Linked DNA regions of Zea mays: region 2 is linked to region 1. The links are chromatin contacts, called in public Hi-C maps. All regions are on one chromosome and are shown on one strand. The core of a region is the stretch at or near the end of the contact, and the rest is flanking DNA. Distances in the headings are between cores, read along the strand shown.

Evidence for each region. Hi-C and Micro-C count contacts between places; a contact is called where the count stands out from the background.
Region 2: a contact with region 1 is called in a Hi-C map of tassel, with 5 times the contacts expected there. The contact joins the promoter of LOC100280677 here to the promoter of LOC103626591 in region 1. A contact is called at or near these places in 7 of 25 Hi-C or Micro-C datasets (bundle sheath, ear, endosperm and 2 more).

What each region holds. Positions count from the first base shown.
Region 1 is chr5:78,302,817-78,305,597 of Zm-B73-REFERENCE-NAM-5.0, reverse strand. It overlaps LOC103626591 (phosphopantetheine adenylyltransferase-like), which reads right to left and starts at 1,450. Exons shown (of 6, transcript NM_001329681.1): 1 at 1,185-1,450; 2 at 834-905. The coding sequence starts at 1,385. LOC100191344 reads right to left here. Exons shown (of 4, transcript NM_001136778.1): 4 at 2,147-2,592. The coding sequence ends at 2,331.
Region 2 is chr5:78,518,139-78,520,919 of Zm-B73-REFERENCE-NAM-5.0, reverse strand. It overlaps LOC100280677 (glycosyltransferase), which reads right to left and starts at 1,338. Exons shown (of 3, transcript NM_001153596.1): 1 at 1,034-1,338; 2 at 844-930; 3 at 1-713. The coding sequence starts at 1,160.

The DNA.
Region 1 (2,781 bases), core at 201-2,700:
GATGATCATGACATGGGGCCATTATTTGGTGATCATGACATGGTTTTAGTGTTTGATGTCGACCTATTCCTGTGGACTGTGGTGCCTCTCAGCCGTCTCTGATTGCGCTAGATTACCACCACTCGTCAGCCCATACCCCCATTGGTTCGGTCCCATTGCGGTTGCGCTATAATTAGGGGGGCTGTTTGGATGCTAAGAATTAGCCACCTAATCTGCTAAAAGTAGCCAATAACCAAACTATTAGCTGCGTTCAACTAATTTTAGCAGCTAACTGTTAACTGTAGTGCATTTGAACACCGGTGTTTAGATGCAGAGATAATAGTTCTTTGATAAAAAAATTATTAGTCGAATTAGCTAGTTTGCTAAAGAAAAGCTAATAGTTAAACTACTAGCTAGACTGTTTAGATGTCTTTGATTAATTTTAACAGCTACTCTAGTGCATCCAAACATGGTAGCATAGTTTGAGACCGCAAGCCATCCTACCTACCTCCGTTCAAAGTTCCAAATCGAGGCTACAGACTTGAGACGGCTTGGCTTGCAATTTGAAAGGGAGCGGCCGAGCGAGCATGCGTTGATGGGGATCACATGTGGAACATGCAGCTGGGGCGTGTGTGTGGGTTGAGACGTCTGACGTCCCGGGATTTTAAAAAGCCTGACGTTGCTGTGGCATCCGCTGCGCGGCATGCAGGGACGCGATGGTCGGGGTTTGTTTTAGCGTGGAATAAGCAATGGCGTGATCGGGCTCTATGCAAGCGTGCTTGCGTCGATCGGGTTTGGATTAGAAGCGAGAGTGTATTGTCGGATGCATCCGGCCAGTTGGCGCGAAAGCTGACCTGTTTCTTGGCGAGCATGGGGCCGTCGCAGACGCCGACCACGATCCTCTCCCTCGCCAGCTCCGCTGCCGCCTGCCACAACGTGGATTCTTTATATGTTTTCGGAAGAGAAAGGGGGACGAACCGAGGAAACGGGAAAATCATCGTTGTTAGGAATAGATTAGTAAAAACCAGAATAAACAAACACACACACACAAAAAGAAAGAAAGAAAAGAAAGGAGGGGAATCGAAGGATCAGCTGAAGTTTCAACGCTTCGAACACACACAAACGCGCACACGCAGGCAGCGAAAGAGACGACGACGATTGGACTGTTATGCCCAAGAGTGGAGACCTTGTTGCCCGTACCGTACCTTCAGGAAGAGATGGTGGCCCTGGTGCAGGCGGTCGAAGGTGCCGCCGATCACGACGGCCGCGTAGCCGGCCGGTGGCTGCCGTCTGCCCCCGGCCTCCTCCTTCACGGCGCCTTCGCCGATGACGCTGGCGGAGGCGTCAGCCACCGTGCCCACGGCCGGCCCTTTCTCCACCGCTCCTGACCCCTCCTCCATGGCCATGGCGCGCTCCGGCCGAACAAACAGGCGCGCGGCCGGGTTTTTGGCTGGTTGGTCAGTGGCGTCGCGGCCTCGCGGGTGCGTGCGCCTGGTTTTGAGGCTGCTCTCCTCCTACTCCTGAGTCCTGACCTGTCCGCCTGTTCACTGATAGGTGGGTCCGGTTCAGCCTACAAAGGGCCTCGTCCTACTTGTCCTCGGTAACAGAGCCACGACTACACGCCAGCCTCGACCTTGACGGGGCTACCGGCCAGAGTGACTATGTGTTCTAAATTTTACAATATAAGATAGTGACAATGTGTTCTAAATTTTACAATATAAGATATAAAATTAAATCAGATTAAAATCGAGAACTATTTATATTTATTTTTAAATTAAAAATTATTTAGAGTTCTACTATTTTACAAAGAAGCATTTAAATCCAATCCATTATCACTCCTAGCTAAGCGGCTACCTAGTGGTGCTATGCAGCTTGAGGTCAAGAAGGCGATGCACGCACAGACGCACTAGACCTAGCAGTGGCAGGGAGTAGAGATGGAACACGATTCTCGTATAGAATAGAACAGCGAGACATGGAATCGCGCACCCCGGTACCGGTTCGTTCCACTGCGAGCCGGGATGGATGCAGCGTGCTCCACCACAGTGGCATACCACACCCATCCATACTCAAAAGCGCTGTACAATGGCTGCGAGCCGGGAGTGTTCGGCCGCTCAGCCCAGCGCAGCAGCGCTGCCACGGCTGCGGAATCGCTGTACAATGGCTGCCTCACAGCGCTGCAACCAGCCAGCGAACAGGCTCAAACAAAGCAAGCATACAGTATCTCAATAACCTCAGGCAAACATCTTTGGGAGCCTACCATCAGATTTTCTGAGTGGCAAAGAAACACCTATCCATTCTCAGAACAGAGTAACAGACCAAACACAGATAGATTCGACGGCCCTGCCTGTTGGTCATGACACCTCGACCGTGGAGCAGACCTTGAGGAACTCGTCGATCTTGGCGGAGTACACGTGGGGGAAGCTCCGGTAGTGGTCCACGTGCGGCGACGAGACGAAGTCGTGGGCGAACACGCTGCGCCCGAGGGACCTCTGCGACTCCACGAAGCGCTCCACGCACTCCGCCGGGATGACTCGGTCGGCCGAGCTGTACAGGTAGAACTGCGGGCAAGGAGGCTGCTGCTCTGAAAGCACCGAGAGAACCTTGCACAGCCGCCTGCAACAGTGTCAGATAGCGGAACAGGCGAACGGCGTACAGTAGTAGATCTGGGGAAAAGAAGATAAGGTCTACAGCTACAGTACAGGAATGCTTAACAGGAGAAGCAAGAAATGGATTCCATGAGTTTGACCCAGAGCCTGGGTTGGATACAGCCAGCTAAGGACTTGTTCGGTTATTCCCAATACA
Region 2 (2,781 bases), core at 89-2,588, 220 kb before region 1:
GCCGCGGGAGGCGGCCTCGCGCGGAAGGCCGAAGGCGCGGCGCAGCGCGCGCTTGAAGTCCACCACGGAGACGTGGCCCGGCGACCGCCGCGGGTCCACGCCCATGTCCTTGTGGAAGGTGGCGCCGACCACGATCCGGGGGAAGCAGTGCACCTCCTGGTCGTTGTCCACGTCGATGACGTCGTACCGGGTCAGCTGCCGGAAGAAGGGCGTGAACTTGGCCACCCACCACGGCTTCATCCCGCTCAGCAGGAACTGCACCCGGCCCCGGAACTGGTGCGTGCTGATGAACAGCGGCACCAGCACGTCCGTGTAGTCGTGGTACAGGTTGCCGGAGAAGCCGCCGTTGGAGAAGAGGAAGCCCGGGACGGAGTGGTTCCGGGTGCACGCCGGCGCCGGCGCCGCCTCCGGGAGCGGCTTGAGGGTGTACTCGCGGACGTGGGCCATGGCGACCGGGTCGTGGTAGCGCGCGTACGGCTTGGTCTTCCACTCCCGGTCTATCCCGCTGACGTAGATGGTGGAGCGGTTCCCGTCCACACGGATGTCACCGGACGCGTCGCACCGCTCCGAGCGCTTGCTCGTCATGTAGCACGTGGGCTTGCCCTTGCCCCTGTTGCCGCCGGCCGCGACGGCCGCCGGCGTTTTCGTCACCGCGGGCGCCGTGGTGGTGGTGGCCGACGCCCCATTCTCTCCGTCGTCCTCCTCCTCCTCCTCTGAGAAACCGCAAGAGAAGAAAAATCATCAGCGCAGACCGTGGGGAGGCCGAATCTCCGAGGGATTAGAAACTCAGGGAGCTCGATTTGATTCGGGGAGCAGAGCAGAGAAGAGCAGAGCTGAACCGACCTCCGGGCGTCCTGGCCGGCGACGACTCCTCCGGCTCCATCCGGATGCTGGAGTTCATCTGCTCCTGGAGCTGGTCCTCGGCCTTGCCTGCACAAACAGCAGCGTCAGCAAAGGCAGTCCGCACGCGGTCCGTACCACCGAAGGGGGTGGCGCAGATGAGAGGTGACGAACTCGCGCACGCGCGACGCACCGAAGGGGGTGGCGCAGTATCTGGCCTTGACGATGCTGAGGACGCAGAGGGATAGCAGCATGGCGCCGATGATGACGCCGTTGCTGACCCGCCGCGGCTCCTGCCGGCTCCTCAGCGACGACTTCATCCCGCAGCCCTCCGTCCCGCCGCCCGCCGGCTGGGCTGGCACCCGTGGCCCAGATCTGGCGGCTCCGCCGCGACCAGAGCAGGACGGCCGAGGGGGGAGGAGCCGGGAGCGGGCGAGGTGGCAGGGGGTGGGAACGCCAGGCGAGGAAGGAAGGAAGGGTGGAGATGCCAAGCCGAAGAAGAAAGGGAAGGGAAGGAAGCGGCAGGAGAAGACTGGTCTTAAGCTGCCGTGCCGAGATGGATCTACGGGGCAATTAGCACATTAAACAACAACGCTGTGATTGAGAGTTTTGCCATCGGCTTCAGCGGCATCTAGTCTAGCCTAATACTAGTGCAATAATCTAACCCAGGCGTCGGGCACGAGCATGAGCACGACGCGGGGTTGACCGGTGCGCGGACAGCGAGGCCGGGGCGGCCAGGCCAACTACCCGGGACTGGGAGGGGCGCCGGCGGCCGGCGCCCGGCGGGGCAGGGAGCAGCAGGCGAGGCTAGAGCCGTTGATTCTGCACTGAGCGGTGGGGAACAACGGACTGACGGCCGAGTAGTGGCTAGCTGCTTGGCGGCCCCTGCTATGTGCTGCGTTGTCTGACGCCGACGCCGACGCCGACGCTCCTAACCAGAGAAGGGGCTGGTGAGTGGTGAGTGACCGCCGCTGGCTGGAATTTTGCATGACATGGTGTTCAGATGGATGGCCCACGAAAAATCATGAATAAAAGGAAATTTAGGAGCAAATAGATCTCCTTTTCAGAAAAGGGAATATTATTAATATTCCAGCTTTTGTATGGGCTGCTGCTGTTCAAACATACAAACAGTGACGAAAATCTCACACTCAACAAAAGTTTCACAAATGAAACACTCAACCTATGACAAAAAGTTTAGACATTATTCGAAAATATTCACACCATTGTCGTTTCAAGCACACGGCAACCGTACTTTACTAGAGGTATGTCCTCCTCCTTCTGCAACAGAGTCCATAACATTGTCCAATGTATTTCTGTGAAGGCGACCTATAGAGGAGTGTAAACTCGTGCATTGTCGTTATTACAGTTTAACCATATAGCCCAACAGAGGGCACATGCTCCAACCCAAATCAAACTCTTAAGTTTAGAATTTAAACCCTGTAGATAAATGCCAAACATATGTCGGATGCTTGAAGATGGTGAAATGTTAAATGAAATTTGCACACCTCTCCAAACACATCTAGCAATATAACTGTCGGTACCCTGGAACAGGGGTATCCCTTACTATAGTATGAAGGTGCGGTAAACAGCGTCCGATCCCACCACGTGGGCGACTCCGGAGCCGCCAAGTGACCAGAGTAGGTAACATATACCGTGATATCGTCAGTGGATCCGGACCTCGTGAGAAAGTGCCGGACCCCAGCATACATGACCCGGGCCTCCGGGTACGACCTGGGACCTCCGCGTTCCCCCGAATGGAACCTGGGCCCCTCTAAGTAAGGTCCGGGCCACCCTCGGCAAGATCCCGGGACGAAGAATACCCTGACCTAAGTCAAGGACGTACAGGGGTCCGGCGCAGACACTTGTCAGGGTCTTGCCCAGTGTGCTTCCGCTCCCCGCTCAGGCGGGGACCCGGTGCTGCCACGTGGCCTATTGCCCGTG